2 separate regions of the Columba livia genome follow, and region 2 is linked to region 1. Evidence: chromatin contacts called from public Hi-C data. All regions are on one chromosome and are shown on one strand. The core of a region is the stretch at or near the end of the contact, and the rest is flanking DNA. Distances in the headings are between cores, read along the strand shown.

Evidence for each region. Hi-C and Micro-C count contacts between places; a contact is called where the count stands out from the background.
Region 2: a Hi-C map of crop shows a contact between it and region 1, with 2.0 times the contacts expected there. The contact joins the promoter of FDX1 here to the enhancer-like site in region 1. A contact is called at or near these places in 2 of 2 Hi-C or Micro-C datasets (crop and liver).

What each region holds. Positions count from the first base shown.
Region 1 is chr1:19,336,213-19,343,603 of bColLiv1.pat.W.v2, forward strand. No RefSeq gene overlaps it. Among named protein-coding and RNA genes, the nearest start is that of ZC3H12C, 33 kb to the right of the region's middle. Within about 2 kb of position 3,114, at least 1 of the 3 cell types and tissues checked has an H3K27ac peak away from gene starts, as active enhancers do.
Region 2 is chr1:19,493,495-19,500,885 of bColLiv1.pat.W.v2, forward strand. FDX1 (ferredoxin 1) reads left to right here and starts at 3,440. Exons shown (of 4, transcript XM_065049169.1): 1 at 3,440-3,685. The coding sequence starts at 3,519.

The sequences.
Region 1 (7,391 bases), core at 1,864-4,363:
GATGGATGAAAATTGCCATCCTTTCCCTGAGGATATGGCATACAGGGAGCAGCAAGTCCTGCAGCAGGCTGAGGAGTAGTGCTTCTGCTGAGGCCATTAGCTGGGTTTGAGGCCATGAAGCCCCTGGGACCAGACCATAGCATCCCCGAGGCTGGACCGCAGCATCCCTGGGACCGGACCACAGGATCCTGGGGCTGGACCGCAGCATCCCGAGGCCGGCGGCGGGTGCTGGCGACGCTGCAGCGCTGCCTGTCCCCCACCACCGGCTGTGAGGGAGGATGCTCTGGGACGGGAGCTCCTACGGCAGTCAGTAATACCGACACAGCCCGCTAGACGGTGCCGTCCTAAAAGCTAAAAAAAAAAAGGCAAAAAAAAACCAAAAAAAAACAACCAAAAAAACCCCACGCAAAACAGCTAAACGTCAAATCTGCGTGTGCACAGGAGATCTGCTGCCGGAGGAGGACCCACCTTGACACCTCTTTGGCCGGAGATCCCCAGAGATGCCACCCAAGCATCCACCCGTAAGACCTGCCCTGCTGCAGAAATGCCCCTGCGCCCACCACCACAGGCCCACGGGTCCCAGGCTGCCCCAGCAGCAGTGCTGGTCCTGTGGAACAGCATCTGGGTGCAGCTGGGTTCGTGCTTTCCTACAGAGTGCCAACGACAAGCAAAAAAACAATAACCTGATGAGTAATCTGCAAGATTTTGAAAGCAGTGCTGATGTATTTTCTCGCCCGGCTGCACCTGCATACTGCGGCTGCAAGCACATCCCATGCCAAAGCCAGCAGAGCACAAACCTCTTGGAAGGTGTGGAGCTCAGACATGTGTGCAGCTCAGCCCTTGACACAGGGGAAACCAGCCAGAACCAGCAGTGTGAGGAGACAACCAAACTGTCCCGTCTTCTACACACCTCCTGGTATCTTATCCCATCTCTCCTTCAACCAGGGAAGTGAAGGGTCCTCCCTCCTCTCAAAGAGTCTGACTCCAGCGCAGGGAAAGGGTCTCACCTCCTTCTGGCAGCACCTCAGAGCTGCAAATACATGAAACATCGTTATGAACTGTTCCATGCCAGGTATTCCCCGCTTTGCACCAAACACGCAAGCCAAGATGTAACACAACCTTGCCCCAGACGAAGGCCCTCTGCCCCTTTCTCCCTGAGCCAGGCTGTTTGGAGGAGCTGTGTTTCCAAGGATGTATCACACCTCTTTCTCAATGGCAAGCAGACATCGCGAGGTGTCCTGGAAGACGTGCTGCCCTGGTAAGGCACCACTTAGCCAGAGAGCACCATCTGAGAAGGAAAATGGAAGGGTTAGTCACCCAAATTGCTGCTCCCATGAGGCACAGGTTAATGTGCCTCAGGAAATATTTTGGAACAGAAATGTTCAGGGCGGGAAGGGAGGGCTGAAATAACAAAACAAAACAAAGCAAATCTATGGTTGCTCAGCTGTACTTCTAGACCCTCAGAAGATGCTCTGTCTTCGCTGCCAGAGAAACCTCTCAGAGCGGGAAACAGGGAGCTAGCACAGATCAGCATGTCCTTAGAAATTTTCCTTGGAAATTTCCTTGCAAATACTGCCGTTTACTCATTGGGTTATTTGTTTTTGCTCATATTTGGCACTCTAAGAAAATACATACCACTCATACAAAGCTTAATCAAGCTACATTAAATTTATATGCTTTTATGTAAAGATCCTTTCTTGCATTTTTATAAATAACTGCTGTGTGTACCACACATTCATCTCAGTTACAGTGACTTACCCTGTTGTCCGAAATTGCTATGTTTTTGTTTGTTTGCTTGTTTGTATGTTAACATGGCACAAGCAAACAGTGGTGGAAACACAGCAATCCGATGAGTCAGAACATGAGTTTTTCACTCCATACCAGACCATCACACTAGTTTCTAGAGAAAACACCCCCTTTATGAATCTTCCAGTTCACATTACTGCCTCACCCCATGTCTAAGGAGGAGCCAGAACAGCCCACAGCTTTTGCTCAGACAAGGAACAGCCACCCACATAACACAATCTCCAGAAAGGACACTGACAGAGCTGTTTCCTGACTTCAGCCAATATGTTCCTCTTGTTTCCCACTCTTTCCCTCTAATTTTCCTCCGTCTCAGAGCAGCCACAACAAAGACACTCCAAGCTGCTGCATGAACCAAACATACAAGAAATGGCATTAGAGCAGAGACACAGCACACAGCTCTCACAGTGGAGGAGGAAGAAAACTTTTTCGCTCAGACAAGGTGCTATCAGTTCACATCCCTTCACACAGAGGATCTGAAGTGAACCTGGGTCTTATAGACCCTGAGTTGTGCCGTAGCTAGTGAGCTCAGAGATCGTAAATAGGAGACCAACTCACCATCAGCCCCCAAAACTGCTTTCAGGGAAAGTATTTGGCAAATTGGGTCATACTCACTAATAGTCTGGTGATGACCAACACTGTGTTGTTGGAAACAAAGCATTCACCAAAAGCAGTTCAGCCAGCACTACCGACAGGTCTGAATGGAAGATCAGGGCCCAAGGCTTTGTCTAAAATCAAAACTTTCTGTAATTTAATGGAATTCAAATAACAAACCAAATTAATTAAACTGGCGCAAATCTCTGAGCAGGCCATCTTAATCTACTGTGCCTTAAGGCTTATTTACAGACAGCTTTATGCTCCATTGACCATTTCTGTATAGCTTCTTTATATCAGTGTAACTCATCTGAGGAGACACCTCATTATATCACTCCAGGGGATGCCCTGATTTAGCTTAGAGTGATTGCCAAACACAGTTAATGAAAACAACACAAGCATTGTGTGTATCAATTCAAACAACTACCCATTTGCTTTAAGCTAAACTAGGTTTAGACAAAGTTAAGCTGTTCCTACAACATTATGCTAGTCTTAAATCACTGCATATGCTTTAATCTTCTCCAGCCAAGAAACAAATGGTCTCATTAGTAAGTGAGACTGTAGAACGAGACATGCATTAGCTCCAAGCTGCCATCAGTGGGCTCTGAGTGCAGCTAACGTGTTAGCTTAAGCCGAATGTCATCAGCACAGCACAATTATAGCACAGATGTACTGAGAACAAGGCCAATTCTGCATGTTTCTTTATTTAAACAATTCACATACTCACCTCAAACCACTCACAGTTCATTGCTGAATGGTATTATCATCAAGCAGCAGCACCTCTTATCTTTCCTCCCCCGGGGCATCGCTCAACCATCATGCGCTAACAGCCATAAGCCACTCCATCCAGCACATCCAGGTAGGAAGATTAATGCACAACTACATCTGCTGTAATGAATTCAGCCTCTCCCAACACTGGCACATGCTGCATGTCTTGGCACCACAGCTATGAGATGGTATTAACTGTTGCATGACCACATACCCTGATGACAGGGAGAGGCCTGCCTACAGTGAAGGGCTGCATAGCTGTATTCCTTCTGGAGAAACTGGAAACTACATAAAATCAGCTTTCTGAATGGCCCTAATACCTTCCTATGACTTGGCTCCTCTTCTGCCTTTTTGTCTCTCCTACACATGGAAAGTCACAGGTATTTTGGGGCAGGAACCAATACTTCATCCTCGGAGGTATTCAAACTGCAACTGGATGAAGCTCTGAGCAGCCTGGCCTGACCTCATACCTGACCATGCTGCAAGCAGGAGGTCGGACCAGAGGCCTCCTGAGGGTCCCTTCCAGCCTGAGGTATCCTCTGGTGCTGTGATTCACAGCAAACGGCACATGGAATCAGTGTGGGACTGGCAGAAAGGGGATGGAGAAAGGCTTCAAAGAGCAAGTATTTTTGGTTGTAAGTTCATGCTTACTAAAAAAAATACCTTCTGCATTCTTAAATACATTGAATTCATCAAATTAAATGCAAAAGTCTACCAGGACATTCAACAAGGTATTTATCTCACTAAGTGTTTTGAGGAGCAATAGTAAATGAACAATGAATCCTGTCTTCTGGAAGTTCAGACGAAAACTTTCAACCTTGCCTGCTAGAGTTTAAACTTGTCTGTACAAAGACAGAAAAATAAAACTACAGCTACTTCAGCTAAGTGCAGATCAGGCCATGACAGTCTGAAGTTAGATGAATATAAATGAAACCATCCTGAAGGTCAGAGGTTATCTCCTGTATACAGCCTCCTCAACACAATCAATTCATTTCCTCTGAAGACTCAGAAGAATAGTATCAGTAACCACAGCAACGCTGAAATACAAGTATCATTTTTAGCTTCATGATGTAGGCTGCACAAAATGAGAGAACACGTTTTGGAAGTTTTCGTCACAGCCTACTTCAGTTTTTCATGGGTTTATTTTAATTACAGAACACGTATCTGAGGGGGTTTAATAGTCCTTAAAACTTTCATTGAGAGATGACTGGTTTGCGTTCATTGTAGCTCGCAGTGAGGAAGTCAGTGGAACCAGAGCTCTTCTGCCTCCCACTGCAGCCTCCTCAGCACTGAGGAGATAACTTCAGTCCCCTGCCCTCACCTATTCTGGACCTAAAGCAGAGCTTGAAACTCTTTTTAAACCTTTGGAAAAGGCCCAAATGGTATTTCTGAGCACTGCACCACCAGCCAGACCAACAAAACCCAACTGCCCCGATCAGTGTCTTCCTGCCACTCCTTCTTTAGCTGGAGGACAACCTGGATCCATGCATAAGCACTTGAGGCATCAGGGTGTGGGCAATCAGACCTCTGCACCATGTGCCCATAGTGCCTGGGCCATGACTGGCCCTGCCCAGCACAGCACCAACCTGAGAGGAGCTTCCACATTGGGATGTCCATCACAATCACCTCTAAACACCATCTACACCATCTCTGGGAGATCGACATGAGACTTTGAGATATAAGGGCCCAGGAACCCTTCATGTAAAGAGATGGATGTCACCAGAGAAGAAGGCCACCAGCGCAGACCTCTGTCCTGAGCAGAACTGCAGAAGTGATGGTGCTTTACAGGTCCAAGGGCTGTCCTGCAGGACACTCTCCTGTCCTGAGATACAGGACATAGCAATGCATGCTTGCTATTGCGATCCCTAGCCAGATCAACTTTTAGAACTATTGTATTTATTTTCAGGAGCCTAAATAGAAGCAAAATAATTTGTCAGCAGTTTTGGCTAACTGGGGAGGTCCAAGGTGACTGAAGGCTGGCAAATGTAACACCCGTCTACAAGAAGGGCCAGAAGCAGGATGCGGGGAACTACAGGCCTGTCAGCGTGACCTTGGTGCTGGGGAAGGTTATGGAGCAGATCATCCTGAGTAACATCATGCAGCAAGGCTTATGAGGAGCAGCTGAGGGAACTGGGGCTGTTCAGCCTGGAGAAAATGAGGCTGAGTGGAGACCTTATCGCTGTCTACAACCATCTGAAAAAAAAATGTAACAAGGTGACTGTTGGTCTCTTCTCCCAAATAACAAGCAACAGGATGAGAGTAAATGGCCTCAAGTTGCACCAGGGGAGACTTAGATTGGATATTATGAAAAATATATTAACCAAAGGTTTGACAAACACTAGAACAGGCTGCCCACCATCCCTGGAGGTATTTAAAAGTCATATAGATGTGACAGAGGAATGATTTAGTGGTGGAGTTGGCAGTGCAAGGTTTACAGTTGGACTAAATTATCTTAAGGGTGTCTTCCAACTTAAATGATTCTATTATTCTATGATTCTATGAAAAGAGTTTATTTTTCAAAAATAAAAACCTCTTTATTCAGTTAATTAGCCAAGTACATTGTAAAAAAAAAAATAAATGAAGTAGTTTTTAGATGACAGAGAAGAAATACTAGTCTTAGAAACACTAGTCTTCACAGTGCAGACTCACCTTCACCAAAAAACTTAAACTGGATTGAAACTGGAAAAGAAGAAACTGAACTAAATCCTGTGAGGTCCTGACTTGCTGCTGCTTTTGTGTAACTACGAGATATTTGTTTCATTTCTCACACGTCACTCAAGAAGGAAATGCTATTAAATGAAAGTACAGCTATGACCTTCCCCAAAAGACTTATCTGATACCTCCCCACCTCCAGCAACAGATTTAGTAACTCCTGCAGAGGATTCAGAAGTCTCTGCAACACCTTTATATCCATGGCTTCATTTTTTCCCATCTTTTTATGAGCTATTAATCCATGATCAAATGTGTTCCTTGATCCTCACTAACTTACTATCTTTGGGAGTCTTTAGTGATGGATCTTCCTGAAAGCCTTCTGGAAACTCATGTACATGAATCAGTTTGCCTTAGCTCCTGTGCTCACTGGCTTTTGGATAGAAACCCTGCAGAAGCTCTGCTAGTCCTTCCCAAGGCCATGTTCGTCCGTGTATCTGCAGATCCTCCTCATTACTGTAGTTCCCTTCAGTTTGCTGAGGGTAGCCCATTGATTTCTGAGTCCATCTGTAGAATTCAGGTGGAAAATCAGAGCCACATTTGTCAGCTTCTCTGTTACTGACGCAGCTTTAATCAACAGGACACTCAGAACAACTTACTATTTAGCAACTTCAAAATGCCCTTCCTCCACAAGCAGTAAGCATCTTCCACTGATTTAAGGACCACGCTGTAAAACTTTCTCTGCTAATTTTAGAGTAAATGAAGCCCTGAGCAGCCTGGTCTGACAGGCCTGGCCCTGCTGTGAGCAGGAGTTTGGACCAGAGACCTCCTGAGGTCCTTCCCAGCCTGAGCCATTCTGTGATCCTGTGGCAGTCTGTTTCAAGAGTGACCCTCCAGCATTCATGTCCTTAAAGAAACACCAATCTCTTCCACTAAAACAAACACAGCAAATTATTAACATTGTTCTTCTGTTATAGACCAATACTTCTTCAGAACTTCTTTAGCATTTTGAGTGCTTATAGGCTCTCCAGTAGGTTTCTTGCTTCACGTGTATTTAAGAAAGGACATTTTCACTTTTATGCCTTAAACTCTGTGTTTCTTTTTGGCCTGCCTTACCATCATTTTACATTTTGCTTCCCAGAGTTAATGTCTATTTCTACTTTTTCACTAAGTTCATTATTTTAAGGTTGGCAGTTCTTGAACCACAACAATTTTGTGGTGGCTTTTTCGCTTGGTCTTCCTACAGATGCTCTTGAGAGGGATCATGCATTTACTTAAGTCTCTGATATTTTCAGATAATTCTTATGTCATCGGTGAACACTTCACCCTGTTATGTCTCTTTACAAGTGTAACAATATTTATATTGTTTTGATTTTGGGGGTTTTGTTTGTTGGGGGGGTGGGTTGTTTTTTTGTGGTTTGTTTGTTTTAAATTAGACATTGTGACTTTAACGTTAGTATTTTAAAACCAGGGCTGTGCACAGCTCTGGATTCAGTGGGGAGTTGCTGCTCTACCTGTCTTTTCCCTGACTGGCTCCTTTAGGGTGCAGTCTACTCATATCTTCCCAGCATCATGTT
Region 2 (7,391 bases), core at 2,190-4,689, 160 kb after region 1:
GGCCTAGGCAAGGGCCAGTGTAAAGGCTCAGACTAAAACTGTTTTTCAAAGGAAAGTGGAGGCAGGTCCCTGGCTTTTTTCACAACTGCTCTTATCAGTGAAGGAGCTGACCTTGGACTCTGCTAGCTTAACTTATGAAAGGAGTAATGTGTTCAGGGCCATGGCAGTCTAAGGGCTGGAACACATGTGACACAAGTAAAGTTGGTTAATGGAAATGGCTTTATTCATTTCAAAAGGTGTTTGAATGAAGATCTCACATGAAAGTAAGATCAAAGATCTTATTTTGTTCAGTCTGGGGGAATCAAGAACTCTTGCTGTTAACGATGACTCCATTAATGAAAAGCAACAAGGGACATATGGATTATCAACTGATCACAGAATTATTTGAGGGTATTAATTTGATGTGTATATGAAAAAAAAAACCAAATACAACCCTAGGATGTATCAGGGCCACACATTTCCTTTACAGACACTGTACAAGACCCGAAGTGAATGTACTAACTAGTTGCGGGTGTTTAACAAGAGTGAATTAAAACTAATATATACACAAATGATTCAGTGGGATAAGCAGAAGAATAGTAAGAGTCTCCCGTCTTATGAAAGGAGATTAATAACATCAGAGGCTAAAATAAAAAGGGCCAGAGGAGTGAACATCACAAAGAACAAAATCTATTTAAACTCACAGGCAGTGCTAGCCAAAGATATATCAGTATAAATAATCCTATACTAAGAATGAAACTAATAAAATTAATACTTTGAAAATTAATACTTTGAAAATTAATAATTAGGCCTTCTATCTTTCCAAAGAGTGAAATTTTGGGGCTGTTTTTCGGAGCAGTTTGTAACAGCAGTAAGCTTTAAGAAACGGATAAATACTTCTGTATGTAGTTACTTGAGTGGTATGTGACAGCAAAGGTTTAGATTAGAAGGTCCAGAGGGTCCCTTTCGGATTTATTTCCTGCATTAACCATTCATTTATGACAAACAGCCTTCTGGTTAAAATCAGACTAAATTATCTGATACACCCTTTCAGCTTTGCAATTTTAGAAGTCCACATAAAACTGTATGTATTTAGCTAAATATTGCCTTACAAGTATGCACATATGACTCTATGCTGTAGTGACAATATTGAAATAAACTGTATTATTTTTGGCCACGTTATCTTCTGTTGCAAAAAAAGTGAAACCTGATGAAAAATAATTCAGCATGGGTGAGGGGATACCAGTATACTAGCTAAGGATCTAGCCCTCAGAGTATTTGTTTCAGTGACTGGTTTACGATACATTCACATGCGTGTCATCTGACACAGGCAAGTCACATGGATGAAATGCAAACAGTAAATTTATTTTCGTTATCTTGCTAACCAGGGGATCTCTGAAAAAGCAGCTACGCACCCAGGCAGGGGCACACGAGTGGGAACGCAGGCATTGCGGAGCTCAGTGCTTATGAGATCACCGAGCCTGCTGGTTTTGCCTGTACACCAGGGATTCACGCAGGCAGTTTCTCATGCTGCTTTGATCTTTGCCTGCAGTAGAACAGGAATTTCAAGGATGTTTGATAAGGTCCCTTTAAGACTTTCACAGGCCTATGTTATCTAAACACAGAGGTTCTACTTGTGAAGCAGACAAAGATAAACAACAATTAGTGTGATGTGTTTTTCTACACCCCAGCTGCGGTGGCTAGGGCGTATTTACAATTCTTCTCACCAATCTTCCATTATATTCCCACAACATGCTAATTGCATTTATATTAATATATGACTTAACAGACGTATTGAGTGCATTGATTTCATTTCTATTTTAAAACATTACAAATGGCATATTTTAACAAATGCAATTATTTTGCTAGTAACCAAATAACAGCTGGAAGCTACTCTGCCAATGGAAGCCTGTGTAAAGTTACTGCATCATCTGTGACAGGTACTGGTTTTAAGGTAATTGCCTAGAAAAAATGGTCAACCTCATGTCAGCTGAAATTTAGATACACTATGCATGTCAGTAATTTTAACACTTTCAAAATCCTATGCTAAATCTAGATGGGGACAGCAGCAAATTTGTTCTTATGGAAAGAATACTGGATTGTAAAGGATAATGACATGAAATAAAATTAGTATAATAGGATTCATATAGCATAGGTGCTATAAAAGCTTCTTTGACATAGCAATGATTGAAATAAAGCCTAAAAAGCAAGATTCAAACTATGTAAAATCTTGTGTTGGCCATATTTGTAATGCGTAAAGGGAATCGCTCTAACAACATTGAGTGTAACTTAGAGGGTGGGAGTTATATACCAGAAGCAGAGGAAACTGGCACATTCAGGTAACTTGGCTTATGGGCAGACAGTCTGGAGGCTTTTGGCATATAAATTATATTATCTCCCTTTTTGATCTTACTCTGGCACAACAAAACCACACTCTCAAAATCATAAGGCATCAGGAATAATCTTAGCTACCTCAAGAACATCAGAGGTAAACAACATTTCCTCCTCTTCCCCATTTATTTCCACTCCTGCTTGAATAAATTATTTTGAAGAAAATGATTCATTTCTTCCTCATTCACTCAGCACTCTCCAGTTTGAGCGTGGTCAAATGAAGGGTATCTACATAACTATCTAATAAAAATTTGTAGAGCAAAGTGTACATTGCAGAAAGCCAAAGTATGTCTACATGTGCAGCCTGTAATTTCTCAGGAAATCTCAAAACTTCCTGTTGCATATACTGTTATTTGGGCCATTCACCGTGAGTGCTCACCTGCTGTTAAAACCTCGGGTAGCATTGTTGTCGCATTGCTAAGGCTTGGGTTTTACAACTTGATCTTCTGTCATAATAAATAATGATGGGGAACTGGGAATTTCTTGGTGGTTCTGCCTGGACAGCCTGTCGAAGAACTGAGATCCTTGAGCTGCCATCCCCACTGCCCTGGGGCTGTTCCTCTTGCTGTACCTAGGGCCAGGTAGCCCAGGCTAGGCTCCTTAAGGGGCATTTGGGATTTGGTGACAACTCCTTGGCCACCAGTGCCACAGTGTGTGCCAGGGACCCCGCTGTGGCCCGAACTGAGCTGAGCCCTTCGCTGGGCCCAAGCCGTGACAAGAAATCCCTCACAGGCCCAACCAGAGAGGGGGGCAGGATACGTGGGGTTTCACAGCACCATTTTCCCGGGAAGACTCGGGACAGGGCTTACATTTGGGAACCAGAGAGCTTTCACCGTCCTACAGCGCGGTCTGTGACAACAGGAGGGACCTGACGAGCAGACGGCGGCGGCGCCTCAGGCGACGAGCGCCTTGCCCTTTTTCCGTAAGGGCCGGCCCGTTCCCTCAGCGCACCACTGCGCACTTTGCGTAATCCCGCTCTTCCCATCGCGCAGTCACCTCTCACCGCCGTCATAAGGGGGCGGGCCGTGCGCTACGTAGATGGTTGCGAGAATCGCCGCAGTTCACGCCAGAGGCGTAAGCCCTGGGACTTTGCCCCCGCCTCTTCCGGTAACGGCGCGGAGACCTCGCGCTCTCGTTTTGCTGCCGGTATGGCTGCCCCGGGGCCGGCCCGGCTCCTCCGGGCCGCTGCTGCTTCTTCCCGCCGCTGGCTTTTTTCCGCCTCGCCGGCAGCCGGGACGAGGCCGGGCTGCGGCAGCGCCGCCGCTGCCGTGAGGGCGGCCCGGTTGTTCAGCGTCTCTGCCCGGGCGGCGCTCAGGTAAGAGGGTCGGAGCCCTGAGGCGCCGGCCGGGCTCCTCAGGGCGGCGGCCGCCCTCCCGCTGCCGCAGCGCTGTGCCTTTTCGGGCCTTGGCGCTGAGGGCACCCGGGACCAACGGCCGCTTGTGCCACCGGCTGGCGCTGCGTGACCTTCCCCCGGTCGCTCGCAGCTCCGCGGTGCCCCGCTGTCCCGGCCTCGCCGCTGCCCGGCCCGCTCAGGGCAGTCCCGGCCTCCTCGCCCCCCTCACGGCCGCGCCTCGCCCGGCGCTCGCCGTCCCGCCTGCGGCTGCCGTGGCCGCGAAGTGCTCTGCGGGTGGACTGTCCACCCGCCTCCCCGGGCTGTCGGCCGAGCGCCCTCGGCGAGGCTCGGGAGCTGTGCCGGGGCCCGTTGGCTGGAGGTGCCTGTGGGCCGGTCAGGTTTGGGCCTGTCGTTAAGCCTGTGTGACCTGGAATCCTGTTGGCAAAGCTTATGATGTTATGGAAAGCGAAACCAGGGTTCCTAATGTTCAAACTAGTTTTCTAAAAGGCTGCGACCTTATCAATGTTGCTTTTTCGTGAAGGACAGCATTTGCCCCCCTCCCTTTTTTTTTTTTTTTTTCCTGTGAAAGTCTGACAGGGCCTGTGGTAAAAGGTACAGCACATCAGAGATCCCAACACTGAAGATCTTTTCTGCCTTTGGTATCATTTTTCTTTATTGAAGAGCACTAATGCATCTAAGTCTGCAGAACTCATCGTCACCAGTATGTATGAGTAGGTGTTTCAAAATGCATGATATCTGTAGACGTTCAGTATTCCACAGCCCACAACTATAGATTTCCACTTTGGTACTGAGTCAAAGGCTGTTTATGCATGGCTTTCTGGCTTGTATATTTGAAGATAGGTCAGAGCGTACAGTTAACTTTCAGTGTTTAAAATCCATAAATTTTAAAGGCCTAATATACTTGGTTGCCAGAGAAGTTTTTTTGACTCTGAACAGGACCTGCCCAACATCAGCGGTATAGGCTAACCTTTTTCCAGAGGGCTGGCTTGAACCCTCACCATCAAAGCTGTTTCAGTAGTTTGCTTTTAAACTCTTCTGTGGGTGCTCTTTTGCTTTGTTCTAGCAGATACTTTTAATATGGAGAGAAACTAACTTTTTAGTCTAGAACTCCCATATGAGATAGGTAAGTTACTGGTTTAGATCTGAATGACACTGCTGAGTGTAATTTTTTAAAAAAGGCTACACTGAGTGCCCTGACCATCAGTTATATCTGAGGTCCCTCATTAGCAGTTTATCATTCAAAAATCAAAATGTTTTTGTAAAGTGTTATTCAAGTTTTAAAAGTTATTAAAAATTATTTGACAGTGTAAAAATGGGAGGAAAAAGAATACTAAAAAGTGAAAACATTTCTTTTCGTAATAGTATTGTAGGACCTGTAATCCCCCAGGCCTTTCACAAACAGACTGAACACAAGATTGGAATTTACTCACATTCATTGTGCAAGCATACCAGCAGAAAAGCTCATGTGAGCAAGTATTGCAAATGTATTGTTTATATACTCCATGTCATAACCTGGCTGAGTGAGTCAGGAGGAAAAAAAAATCTTTGTTTCTTTCATATATTAGTGTTTTCACGATTTATATGCAAGTTACTTTCTCTAGTCCTACCATTTTTGGATGTCATATTATTTGAGACTAAATTCCTGAACTTTATATAGTCAGACTGTTATTCCAGTAAAAAGATACAGCATTGTTTGTATATGTAAAATTTAGCTGTATTTGTGTCAAGAGGATCAAGACCTAGTTAAATAAATCATCAGCCGTGGTGACTGCTGTGAGGAGAAGTTCCCAAGCGTATCAGTAAAGCATCAGGCACTATGTTTTAATTTCCATCTCATTCCTTTTCTTGCTCCATTTTTATCAGTTATCCTCCCTTTTCGTTTCATGGTGGTTAGTAGTTACCTTAGTACCAGTGTAGATAGCTGTACAGTATTTTTGGTGCACAAAATAATTATTGCATATTCTAAAGATTAGTTCAGATTTATAATTTCTGTATTTTGAGGCTTGTATAACAGTTTCATTTGTGAAACTCTGCAGAAAATTGGGTATCACTGTTAGATTTACTATATAATAAAAGATCTGGAATTAATGGAGTTGGTTTCACCATGTGCAACACCAGGCTACAGTTGTGATCTTTGTTTTTTTTAGAGGAATGTGAGAAGTGATTCTTAACTTGGAAGTAATAACTGAAGATTCAAAAGCATACTTCTTTAAAGGTGGAAGAGGTAGCTGTCAGGATTCTTGCTGTATTCTTTGATCTGTGGGAGGGACAATGAACAGCATTTACAGTTCTCTGGTGCTCTTCTGTGTATTTGCAATATGCTTAATTTAGGGTATCCTAAGGAAGCTTGATAACAAAGCTGATAGTACTGTGGCAACCATATGAAGAAATAAATTATATTTTACATTTGGTGAAAAGGGTTAATCTGAGCATGAATTGGGATATTTATGCTTTATGCAGATTACACAAAATATGTTTTGTTCTTCATGATAATGCTGAGGCTATTTATACTTGCATGGACCTGGCACGTGTTTCATGTTAATTGCCTGTAACTAGTTCACATTATGGTGGTGTTTTTATTTTTTTTTTTTTTTTTTTTTTTTTTTTTTTAATCCATGCAAACAATGTCTGGGTAGACCAAAGCCATGTTAATTGGAATTTCTAAATCCTAAACATTGTTTCATGCAGGTGCGATTCTGATTTTTTAATATCTGGTAGTCATTGCAAAGATCTGCACAGTGTGTGTTTTGAATGTCTGTCTAGTCTGATTATTATGCACACACATGTCTAAAAATATTTTCACCATTTGAGCTTGTGCACAATAAAGCCTCAGTGATTTTGTTTGTTTGGTTGTTTTTTTTAATTTGAACATTTTGACTATGTGAAGAGTGGTAAAGATGACAATAGCAGAAAACCAGATTCTACTGGAAGACTTAATAAAGCTAGAGATAGCTTTCTTACAAATAATTAACTTCAGTTTCTGTTATCAAGCAGGGTGGATTAGGTCCTGTTAATTACTGTAGTGATCTTTAACAGAAGTCAGTGACTTGATGGTGGTACTTTGGTTTGTCCCCTTGCTGCTTGCCACACCAGTTAGGCACTCACAGCCCTGGTGCAGTCCTGTGACTGTCTGAAGCTTATGCAAGATTGTTATTGCCGAGAAGGGGATCCAGCTTCTGTTTCCTCACTTTTGTTGTGGGCAGTTGCACTTCTGTCATTTTTACTTGCTGGTTCAGATGGGACTACTTTGTTTTTATGGTTGATTTTCATCTAGATTAGCAAAATGAGTTGCCTTGCAGTACACAAAAGTTAGATTGTGTTATTGTGTCATAAAGTTGCACCAGTTTAAACAATTGTGTTACTGCAAGTTTCACATGAGGCAGACCTGACTGTGTACCAGTTCTGATGTTCATATGGCCGTTTACCTGCCAAGGCTAGGTTTCAAACAGCTTTGTTTCCAAACCCAGTTTATTGCATGACAGTGTGAGTGCTACGGATAGAAGGAATAAAGGAGGATGGCCAGGACTCTTCTTGTGCCAGATGAAAGTCTAATCATGGGCAAAGGCAGTTTGAGGCGTGTTTTGAAAACTGGGAGGGAGATGACTTGTCTTTTACAAAGGTCCAGTGATCTAATGGATGGCCAGACAGCTTGCTGTTTGGTCCATGT